2 separate regions of the Mus musculus genome follow, and region 1 is linked to region 2. Evidence: chromatin contacts called from public promoter capture Hi-C data. All regions are on one chromosome and are shown on one strand. Each heading gives the region's core, a stretch centred on a gene start, on an enhancer-like site or on the middle of the called end of the contact. The rest is flanking DNA. Distances are from core to core; before and after follow the strand shown. Region 1 holds the start of Spsb4 (splA/ryanodine receptor domain and SOCS box containing 4). Region 2 holds the start of Zbtb38 (zinc finger and BTB domain containing 38).

The links. Promoter capture Hi-C pulls out the DNA fragments that hold promoters and counts their contacts.
Region 1: a contact with region 2 is called in a promoter capture Hi-C map of pre-B cells, with 1.9 times the contacts expected there. The contact joins the promoter of Spsb4 here to the promoter of Zbtb38 in region 2. A contact is called at or near these places in 1 of 39 promoter capture datasets (pre-B cells) and 1 of 9 other capture datasets (adipose tissue).

The regions. Positions count from the first base shown.
Region 1 is chr9:97,016,350-97,022,272 of GRCm38.p6, reverse strand. Spsb4 (splA/ryanodine receptor domain and SOCS box containing 4) reads left to right here and starts at 3,918. Exons shown (of 3, transcript NM_145134.3): 1 at 3,918-4,079. It overlaps Gm16010 (a long non-coding RNA gene), which reads right to left. Exons shown (of 3, transcript XR_871043.3): 2 at 4,507-5,646; 3 at 58-4,280.
Region 2 is chr9:96,718,456-96,724,161 of GRCm38.p6, reverse strand. It overlaps Zbtb38 (zinc finger and BTB domain containing 38), which reads left to right and starts at 4,312. Exons shown (of 3, transcript NM_001359959.1): 1 at 4,312-4,376.

The DNA.
Region 1 (5,923 bases), core at 2,669-5,168, 300 kb before region 2:
TGGTGTGTCTGAAGACAGCTACAGTGTACTTACATATAATAATAAAAAATAAATAAATCTTTAAAAAAAAGAAGTGTTTACTCCAAGAATAAACTAACACATTGAAGAAAAAAAAAGACCGAGAAGGCTAAAAAGGAAACATGAGATTAAAACTGAGATTTAAAGCTATAGCCAAACAACAGCTATATGTCCATGAGATGTTGTGTGTTCTTTGGAATAAGACTATACTGAGTTCATCAGGGATTTATTTTAGATCCACTCCTTGGCAGTTAAGAATTTCTTGTATATATGATGCCGATTAGCAAAATCCCAAGATTCAGAAGCTTAAAAATCACAATCATTTTCTTAGCATTTCCACAGTTGAGAGAATCAGTGTGGCTTAGTTTATGTCTCTGATTCAGGTGTCTTGAATGTATTCAAGACATCAAAAGGATCGAAGCCTGACTGGAAGTCTCAGCCAAGGAAGGGGATGTGCTACCTAGCTCAGTTCCATGGCTGCAGGCCTCAATCCTTCACCAAGTTTCCCCACACAATACCTGACTTCCTTTGTGGGGGGCAAAAGGCAAAAGAGCAAGAGAGATGATGTGTGCCCAGAGCCTGGAGCCTTTTCCTTATCCAATCCCAGGAGGGAAAGACAGCATGTCTGTCTTACTGTGTTCTATTTGTGAAAAGCAAGGCAGTCTAGCCTGCATTTCCGAGGAAGGGAGACAGAATGTGGCAATCCAGGGTCAAAGATTATCAGAGGCCAGTTTATAGGCTTCGAGCTTCAGTTTAAAGAACATTTGGTCAGGTGATCCAGGCCATTCCTCAAATGGCAATTGTTCCTTCTTCTTGTGCGGTTGTTTCCTCTGAATTGAAACATTCTCTCAGAGAGGTTTACTAAGACTTTTTCTTTTTCTTCTTTTTTTTTAAACTAAAACTCAGGAAGCTAATAAAACTTAGAAGGCTCGGAAAGCTCATGAAAGTTACAAGATTCACAAGGCTCCTTCTCGAGCTTGTAAAAGCTGGAGCATGCAGGCTCTTCTGATCGCTAGCTGTGCACAGAGCTCCACTTGCTCTCCATCCCGGGATGGGCTTTTTAGTGATATCTCTGTGCCTCCCGTGCTTCTATAAGTAACACTAATGGATCACCAAAATAGGCTTGGGTGGAATTATTTCCACCATAGATACCCTATGTGGAATGAACAGATACTTGTTCACATTTCAAACTTGGGGACACACCATACCTATGCTATTCAGGGGGTGGAAGATTTGGGGGAACTTTAGTGATATTTGGGGGTGCCATTGTGCCCATTTCTTGATACCCAAGGCAAGTCACAAAGGCTTGTGTAGAGAACTTATCTGGCACACAGGTATGTATTTGGGGGAGCAGTTTCTCAAAATGTGACCCTTGACCCTTCCTCACCTTGTTCTAGAGCTATTGTGAAGTCTTCCAGAAAGAAGGAAGAAATGAGTGTTGGCAGTTGTATTGGGGTCCAGGTAGAAAAACCATCAGCCGGGGATGGTATTTTTTTTTCAGGGTTTATTTTAAGTGTATGAGTACTTTGCCTGTGTGAATGTATGTGTGTTATTTACATGCCTGGTGCTGATGGAAGTCAGAGGAAGGCATCTGATGCCCTGGAACTGATATTCTGGACAGCTGTGACCCACCATGTGAGTGCTGGGAACTGAACCCTGGTCCTCTGCAAGAGCAGCAAGTACTTTGTTTGTTTGTTTGTTTGTTTGTTTGTTTGTTTGTTTGACACAGGGTTTCTCTAGGTAGCCATAGCTGTCCTGGAACTCATTCTGTAGACTAGGCTGGCCTTGAACTAAAAGATCTGACTGCCTCTGCCTAGTGAATGCTGGGGTTAAAGGCGTGCACCACCCACTGCCTGGTTTAACCGTCTGAGTCATCTCTCCAGTCCTTGAAAAGTCTTGCTTAAGTTCCTGTTTGCTGAGTTTTCCTCGGTTCTCATTTCACGATGTCCAGCTCTGTTAGCACCACAGCCGTGGTCAGAGCACGTACTCCAGAAATGTCCTGGGGAGGGAGGGGACTCGGGGGGACAAGGAAATGTGTGCATGGGTCACATTCCCTTCAGCAGCTCTTCTGTGCAGTCCCAAGAGCAGAGACACACAGGTACGGAGAGACAGACATGCAGATATAGATGAAGCAGCCCAAATAAAACCAAGAGCGCCACAAATACTTGCTCAGAATACCCCTCTGCCACACCACTGAGCTGTCCTAATCGACAAAGCATCATTGACTGCCTGGATCTCTGAAGCAGCTTCCAAGCTGGCCAGTGCTATTCATCCATCTATCCATCCTGCCACTGGATTATCTTTCTGGACAGCAAATCTGTGAAGGTCAAGAGGCCTGCCAAACTGATCTTGGGGAAAAGCCAAGCCCTTTGGATGCTCTCCAAGACCCTAAGTACCTACTCTCGTTTCATCTTACCTCCTGTTTTGGCTCCAGTCATACCACAGGCTGTTACAGGTACCTACCATGAGACTATGATGTCTCTGCATCTAGCAGCTCATTCATGCAGACACTTCCACAAGGAAACATTCTCAAATTGCCCTCCCCAGTCTGGGAGAGGTACCCTGGAGCCTTGGTCAACACATTTCCCTCACAGGGCTGAATTACAGGTGCTTATCTTCTGTGTACATGGGGGGAAAAAAAAGGACACTTTCTGAGGGGTGAGGTCAGTTAAGACTATGGAATGGACCTAATGTCAACTCTGGCATGGAAAGCAGGATGCCCTGGCCTGGAAGGAAGCCAACTTGGAGGTACAGAGCATCCCTCGCTCTGGCCACGCCCTCTTATCTCTGCGCTCTGGTTACCGAGGGAGCCGCCATCCTTCAGCGCTCTCGGTAGCCCTCTGATCGATGATCCTTCTCTCGGGCCTCAGGTGGTCAGGGGAAAAGCACCATGGAGCAGGTGCTGCGTGAAATTGGATTCTGAAAGATGAGTTGGAGTCTGGCCTCAGAAATAAAGTGTGGACATGTGTGTGCCTAAGGCAAGGGGGTATATTAAAGCATTCTCTTTCCCAGTCGTTGTTTCCCGCAGGCCTTCAATACAGGCTCCAAAGCTATCTGGCGACCGTGATGTCTCCTCTCTTCATCCCCGCCCCTAGGGACACCCACCGTGGCTCTCTAGGCACGCTTGAATGAATGGGGGAGGACCCATGCGCATGAATGAGCGCGTGTGTGAGCGAGTGTCTAGGCTAGCCAGTCCGCAGATGAGTGAATGGCGTCCGCGCCACTTCGGCCCAGGGGCGCGGGCGAGGGTTCCACTTCCCTTTCCCGCCAGCTGGTGGCCTCCAGAAGGTGGCAGAGCCGGCAGCGGCCCGAGCTGGGACGGCCGGGGCGCGGGATGGTGGGGGAAGGGGCGTTCCCGGCGGCCGCGCCTTCCGCGGCTATTGGATTAGTGGCCTTCAGGGATGAGCTCAGCCGGATCGGCTTTCAGCTGCAGCCTCCGGGCCGGCCGGGAAGGCGGGGAGCGAGCGGCCGTGGAGGAGGAGGGGGAGGCGGCGGCTGCAGCATCCAGAGCTGGCCCTGGCGGTCGGCGCGCCCGGCGCACAAAGGCGCTCAGCCCCTGGGGAAGGCAATGAGCGCACAGCTGCCCGGGCCCTGGCCACCACTGCAGCCCTCGCGGCGTGTGCTCAGTGCTCTAGGGAAGAAACCCGGTGCTCCGGGGACGGGCGGCCGAGGTGCGGCCCGTGTGCCCTGAGCGCGGGACTCGTCGCTCTCCAGGTCAGGCGCCAAGCTTTAGGGCCATCAGGGCAAGGGCTTCCGCATCTCGCTGAGATCAGCGCAGTGGGGCACTTCACTACTCGGGACCGGACCTCGGCGGCCTCTCCCGAGCGTCAACTTCTCCAAGAACGTCCCTAACTCCAGGGCACCCTGCGGAGCGAGAGGGCGCTGCCGCCGGATACAAGTCGAGAGGACGCGCCGCTGGTTGAGAAGCAGCAGCCAGCATCCGCGGGGTCGCTCGGGCGCCCCTGCGTGGGCGGCAGTGGCAGCAGACCTCTCTCCCGGGAGTCCCGGACCTGCCAGCGCTGGGGATTCCTCCCAGGCAGGCGCTCGCCCTCTCTTTTATGGTAAGTGTTCTCCAGCTCCTGCTAAGGGGTGATCGTCCGCCAGTACCGGTCACACTCGGTGCTCTTGGGGGACTCTCTGGTTCCGGTCCGTGGGAATGTCTCTGTGAATTATGGCATTCCGAACTGGTTGGTTTGCGCCCAGCCTCGGGCGTTGCGTTGAGGTCAGCCTCTGGTACTGTAGGTTTGAAACCGCTGCTCTCCCTGTAGTGGAGACAACACACACAAATTGAACCCAGACTCAACCGACTATGTTCCGGTCGTATATCCGTCACTCTCTGGGGTGACCTTGGGCCAGGTGCCACAACCACGGTTTCCTCATCCATAAGATGGGGGTGATAGTGTGCCCTTTTTTACTAGAGTGTTGGAGGAACTGCTGGGGTGGTGCGGAGACCCGCGTCTGGCATTCAGAAAGCACTTAGATACTAACTAGCGTTATTAGCCTTGTGAGTCCAAGCACATCATCCAATTTCGCAGAGCTGCCTCATCTGAGTGGCGAGGACTAATTTCTGGGGGTCTGCTCGTCTGTGGCTTTTGGAGCTGTGGGAGTAAAGCGTCTAGCACTCAGCAGCCGCTGGTGGTGATTGTTCGTCTCCGACGCTGGGGCAGGGAAGACTGATTGCCGGGTCCGGGAGTCGCTCGCGCACGGTTCCCAGCCTGGCTGCGAGACAAACTTGGAGAGAATAGGTGGCTCCGGATTCTGCTCTGGGAAGCAGGGAGGAGGAAGCCAAAGCCCGGAGTGCGGCAAATAAGTCCAGGAAAAACAAGGGACCCCAAACTCCCGGCTAGAAAGGCCCAGGAAGTGTGATTCCCACCGCCCCGTGGCCAAGCGAGAGCTGCTGAGTCAAGAAGAGAGAAGAGAGCACGTTTGTGTGGCTCTATCTAGAACTTTCAGTCCTGCAGTCCCGGGCTTGGATTTGAATTCGGCTTTCAGCTCCATCCCGCGGTGTGACCTTGAGCGATTCTTCTAAGGTCCGCTGCTCTGTGCTTCCCCTCGCCCTCCTCCCCTCCCCCTTTCTTCCCCTTCTCCTGGTTCCTCTCCCTCCCTACTCCAGGAATTGGTGTGAACATCTCTTATCCTTCCATTCATCTGCCCCTAACAGTTGTTGAGCCTATCTAGATTTAGAAGAGATAAGGGGAAAGTTCACTTCCCACTGTGCCCTGTGGAAAGCGACTAACCCCTGAGGCTTCCTGTCTGTTTCCTCACTTTGGCACCTCTGTCTTTCAACTAAAGCCTGCAGTTTCTATTGCTCAGGGTGATGGAGGATCTTTCAACCTCGCTGCTCCACTCGCTCTCCCAATTGGTTTTGGGCTGCCCGATAAACCCTCTATGCAGAACAACAAAATGTCAAAAGTGTGGTATAGACATCCTTTACAGACGGCCACAGTTTTTGAGACACACACCCTGAATCCATGTTTCAGATTTCCACAGCAAGGACGGTAAAAAGAATTTAAGCCACTTCTGGCAAGCTGCGAACAAAATTAGATTCACCAGCTATGCCATGCAAATATCTCTTCAGTTTTCATTTCTCTTCGACTTTAAGGATATTCAGTGACATAGAAATAAAATCTGCAAGGAAAAACCAGAAGAAGTCAAAAGTCACGGCAGAGCTGGGAAAGAAATGCTACTTACTGCAGTGGCTTCGTAGCTTCCAATTGGGAACCGATTTGGGGTGTCTGTGTGCTGGGAGTGGAACCTAGGGCTCTGTGCATACAAGATAAGCACTCCACCCCTAAGCTCTAGCCTCAGCTTAAAATGTATAAAGAATCAAGACAAGGAAGAGCCCCAAAGGACAAAGACTACAGACAATTTACCCAGAGAGAGTGAAACAGAAATAACACATATG
Region 2 (5,706 bases), core at 3,063-5,562:
AAGGTCTTGGGTTCAGGCCCCAGCAATGCCAAACAAAAGAAATAAAACTTCAACAAATTAAGTTTAAAGATGGCGTTGACTTTGCTGGCATTGACTAAAGATCTGTGAATCAGGCAGCACCTGGTCTATAGAAACCATGAGCTGCTTTGGGCCTGGATGAAGAGCCTACTTGTATAAGGTAGACTGAGTGGGAACAAAGAGGTTCACACCAGGCTTCTTCAGGTTTCTTCCCTTATGAGGGAGGGTTACAGCGGAGGGACTTCCTTATCTGGCCGCCAGAGCTAGCCTACGTCAGGATTATCTACTGTTTTCTCAGAAGGTCAAACACCAACCTAATTCCGGTTTAGTGTTCAGGACTTTAGTGAGAGCGACTCCGGTTTGGTTCACCTCATGGGATCCATGAGGAAGTCTGTATCAGAAGTGTCCCAGAAAATTGATTTAAGCTGAGCATGGTGCTCTACACCTTTCATCTTAGCACTCCAGAGGCAGATGAAGACAGAGCTCTGAAAGCTCAAGGCCAGTCTAGTCTACATAGTGAGTTCCAGGCTAGTAGAGTTATTGTGACCCTGTCTCAAAAAATAAAACAACAAAACCAGCGAGTTGAAGAAATGCTGAGAATGTTACACAGCTGTTTATGTAACAAAGCAAAATGTAGATTTCCACAAACTTTGTATCGATGAAAGAAAATATAAAATGCAGTATTAACTATAATAACTATAATGGGTATGGCTGTGATTGTGTCTACACCATTATGGGCAATGGCATTTGAATTTCATATGATTTCTCATCAGAAAATGTTCTTTTTGACACTCTACCCAATCACTTAAAAATGTAGACCTTGGCCTAGAGAGATGGCTCGGTTGATGAGGAGAAAACCATGCTTTTGCAAAGGACCCAAGCCGGATTCTCAGCACCCACCTTGCTCACAGCTGTCTAGAGCTCTAGAGGCAGAGGATACACTGCCTCTGGCCTCCTCCGGCACCCGTGCTAGGTGCACACACCCAACACAGACAGACGCATATTGTGAATACACAAAAGTTAAAAATATTTTTAAGCTTAAAAAATACAAAGCTATTCTTAGGCCATATAAAAGTAGGTCACAGGTTAGATTCATATTTGAAGAGCTATCCCTTCCTTCCTTCCTTCCTTTCTTCTCTTCCTTCCCCTCCTTCCCCTTCCTCCTTTTATTGAAACAGAGCCTTCCTTTGTATCCCAGGCTGGATTTAAAATCATGGTCCTCCTGCCCTAGTTTCCAGAGTACTGTAATTACAGGCATAGATGATGATTCTATTTTGTAAATTATAATCTGTTCTGGGGACCAACTAGCCAGATTGAGTCAATATGTCCTGTTTAATTTCTAATAAACAGTGTGTGTGTGTGTGTGTGTGTGTGTGTTGGGCATCTTGTGGCACACGTGGAGATCAGAGAATAAGTTGTCTGGGGATCGAACTCTGGTCATCAGGCTTGGCAGTACATATCTTTATCCACAGAGCCATTTCATTGGCCCCAATTTCAGAAAACATTTTCTATTTTTTTGTCTTCTAATTTTATTACTTTTTCTTAGAAAGCTAAGATATACATACTGTGAAATAGTTAGAACCTTAATTTCGTCTTAGAAAAGAAATGCTTAAAATACCTAATTAAAAATATTAAAAAAAAAAAAAGAAAGAAATGCTGAACTACTTACATAGGGCTAAAAGAATAATGTCTGCAGCCTTCGGAGATTCAGGAGAGAGGGAAACGGGAGGGAGGGAGGGAGGGAGGGAGGGAGGGAGGGAGGGAGGGAGGGTGAGAAACAGGGAAAGGCCTATCACCATCCTCTTAGTTCTTCTGGAAGCTTGAAATATTCCTTTTTATTAAAAAAAAAAAAGGACTTTAAACTGTAGATTATTGAAACCATGTATAGCTGTGGGGGCCAAACCCAAGTGCCAAATGCCATCACGTCTCATAGGCAACATATGAATTTGTCCAATTAGGTTATTAAACAAGCACAACTGCAAGTAAGTGTCACACAGTCCCTCTCATCCGACACTTAGTTTCCCACACTCCACAGGCTTCCCCTTCCTCTTTGATCCTTGCTGCCTTGTGGAGGACATCTTGTGTGGGCTTAAAAGGCAACGTTTTAGTCTTGTGTAGTTGCTACATTGGAGACCTATAAAAAAACGGGAAAAGGGAACAGTGTTAAACTGCCCCATAACCTTAATCAGAAAGCGCATGCAGTGTAATAGAAACTTTGTGGGAATTAAACAAAATGAGACAGAAAACAAAGACAGCTTCCTGGGCAAGGCCTAGGAGCTATGGCGTAAAGATGAGCAGATAGAAGGGTAAGGAGACAAAGTCTTAGATTCTCCTTTTTCCTCTTAAAATGCATTAAAATGGGAATTATTACAAAGAAAACATCACATGTAGTAATTTCAGAACATTGTAAAGGAAACTTTACAGAAAAGAGCGTACTTATGATAAGATGGGATGTTTCCGGAAATTTCCAAATAGTTCCCCCACACTCAGAAGGATGATTGAGAGTCTGGTTATGAGGAAGGATGGAAATTTTTGAACGACTGGCTTATTACATAAGCTTCAAGCCATTGCTGTGATAGTTCAGTTCTTAAAACAATGTGAGGAAATATGCTTGCTTCTGGAGAAATATTTGGCTCCCATGAGAAAAAATTGCAAGTGTTTGTGATGGCCCGCTAGAGGTAAGGAGCCATCCACACACTGACTCTTAAAGCCAGAGCCAAGTTTCACTACTCACACACCGTTGACAGGATCTGATCAAGACACTTCCCCGAACACCCTGGAGTCAGACTTAGGTCATAGGTCCCAAGTGACCCTAGCAGATCACCAATGTAAAACCACTATAAACAACAGAAGCCCTAACTCAGAATAGTTAACCTTCAATGCTCAGACGTGTCTGAAGTTAGAGAGCACTTACAATGCTAGGTGCTATTGTAAATGATCCACGTGTATTATTTAATTCAATTTAAAAAAATCACCTAGGAGGTAGACATTAATACTAAAACATATTGCATGTTAGGTACCAAAGCTGAAGGTCAGAGAAGTGGCCGTACATAGCAACAAACCTAGGCTGTCAACACAGGCCTGCTGAATCCAGAAGGCCAACCAACCTTGCCCGCTACCTCCCACCGGTCCCAGGGAATCAGCCACAGCCATACAGCTTACAGACTTCCCAGTCTTTGTGCACCAGTTTTCCCGAATTTTAAAATCATCTTCAGAGTTTCTAAAAGCCTCAATGGAAACACAAACAGGCAATTAGACCACGAGTTTCTTCAGTTTTGTTTTTTAAGGCTGGTATCTACCATTGCCAACAAGTTAGATCAGGTCTTGTGGAAGTTCTCATTGGCAGTTATGTAGACAAAAACATTCAAGCTCCCTTTTTTTTTAAGGGGAAGATGAATCATTACTTAATACATGCAGTTTAGTGGAGTTAATCTGTGAACACTGGCCTATGGAGCGAGAGAATAAAAGGGTGTTTGGCATCGAGAAGGTCGGGAACTGCTCGTTACATGTGTATGCACGTTGCCCAACCTGTCAGCCTTCACAACTCTGCATTTTTTTAAGTGACACCATTCTTCCTGCATCGTTTATGGGGCTTTACTTTGCATATAGTATTAAAAATCTACTCAGCTCACCAAAATGATCATATTCTTAATGTTTGGTCAAGGAACTGGGGTGCATAAATGGCAAGTACTGTATTCCAGGAAAATACCCTTTTTCAAAACCTTAAGGTTTTGCCAGGGAGCGAGTCGTTTTCCAAAGGACACACACACACACACACACACACACACACACACACAAAATCAAAAACTAAAAACAAACAAAAAATACTAAAGACTCAATGCTGGATGGTTCAAAACAAACACCTGCACTTAGGTGTGCGTGGGGCAGTAGGTGCCACACTGCGAATCTGTGTGGGAAGGATGTCAGCGGGCAGTCGGTGGCTTTTATTTTTTTCATTGCATGAAACAGTTCTTATACCATGGTGGGAAATAATCCAGGCGTCCCCTGACAGCCATGAGAAAGCACAGGTGACACCCTGTTCTCAGAATTTGGTGCGGGTTAAAACTGCATAGGGTGCCCGGGGCCTGCTCGGTGGCTGCGCAGCATCTGTGCGAGCCTGGCTCTGCCGCAGTGGCGCCGGGGGGTGCGGGAGCCTCGCGGCCTGCAGCGTCCCGGAAGCCCTGCGCGTCGGCGCCCGAGGTCGAGCGACCGTCCGGCCTGCACTGCACCAGGGGCAGACCGGGGCGTCCGGGCCCAGCCGCCGGCGTCCATTTTCTGGGCGGCGCTGCGGCCGGACTCGCAGGTCCGGAAGCGCCATGGACCCCGCGGGAAGCGCGCGGGCGGCGGAGCGGAGCCCCGTAAGTGCGCGGGGTCCGCGCGACTCCGGGGCGTGGAGGTGGGGAGGCGGGAGCCGGTGGGCAGCGCTCGCGCCGGGCTGCAGCGGACGCGGAGCGGAGCGGAGCCTACGGAGCAGCCAGCGTCCGCAGGTGCCCGCGTCCCGCCCCACCAGGCTCGGCTGCAGGGGGGCAGCGGGGAGTGACGCGCACCTGGGGCTCGGGACTGTCGCGCCTCCCCTCCGGTGAAGCGCAAACCCGGGCTGCTTCCTGACCCTACCCGTTCGCGATGAGATCCTAGTGCGACACCAAGCCCCTGGAATTGAACCGGATGTTCAAAGGCAGGGCCCTGCCTCCAGGGGTTGCAGCCTTGGCCTCCTGCTCCTGCTTGCTGCAGCCGTCTGTCCGTTGGGACAATTCAACAGTCAGCCTTTAGACACCTCTTTGCAGGTTAGCTGATAAATAACCTGAGATTTTAATCTGTCTGCGCTTCCACTTTATAACTCCTGCTTTGCGGTGGGTAAGTGCCTGGTTCCCATTCTGGATATTGGGCCTGATTGGAAAACCCTTGTAATGATCGGTTCTAAATGATAACCGTTTATGTTGCGTATGCATATTTGAAAGGTTAAAGGGCATTCACCTAATTGGGAAGCTCAAGTGCTTGCTCTGGTTCGCGTGGCTGGAAAGACTCGTTTTGTTGTGGTTTCAGAGAAACTTATAGCGTCTTACAGTAGCTAAGATCAAAGAGCAGAGTTTGTGTTTTGTGACAGGGTCTGGTTAAGGAGCCTAGAATGGTTAATAGGTTAGCCCAAGCTGGTTTCGAACTTGCCACTTGCAGCGGTTGACTGACTGCTAGGATGATAGGCCTTCTACCAGTGTTTTTCCAGGACCAAACACGCATTAGAATTCCTTTGATGGGTCATTGCTGAAAATTTTGAAAAGATTAGAATATATAGTGCGAAAAGACTAGAAAAAGTAACCGTTGCACACAGTACAGATAAGCATAGTTTAATGAAGCCTTTGGCTTATATAACATCATTTGTAATAAAATGGGTCACTGTCAAAAAAGCCTTTAAGACTCCAATTTAGCGTTCTGTGGTGGGGATTTTGCACCCAAATCAGACTGGGTTTGTGCTGATGTTAACCTGGGTTTGAATCCCGACACTCACCCAGGGTGACCTCCAGAAACAGGTTCACGGCACTGTTTGCAGCTGTAAAATGGGGAACTGTTCCCTACAGCTGAGGGGTGTTACGGAGATTTACCCATCCGCTGAGAGCACTTGGTGGAGTTCCCGATGTCCTAAAGGCACCTCACATATACTAACGGCAATGACTTTTGTGGCTGAAATCCTGA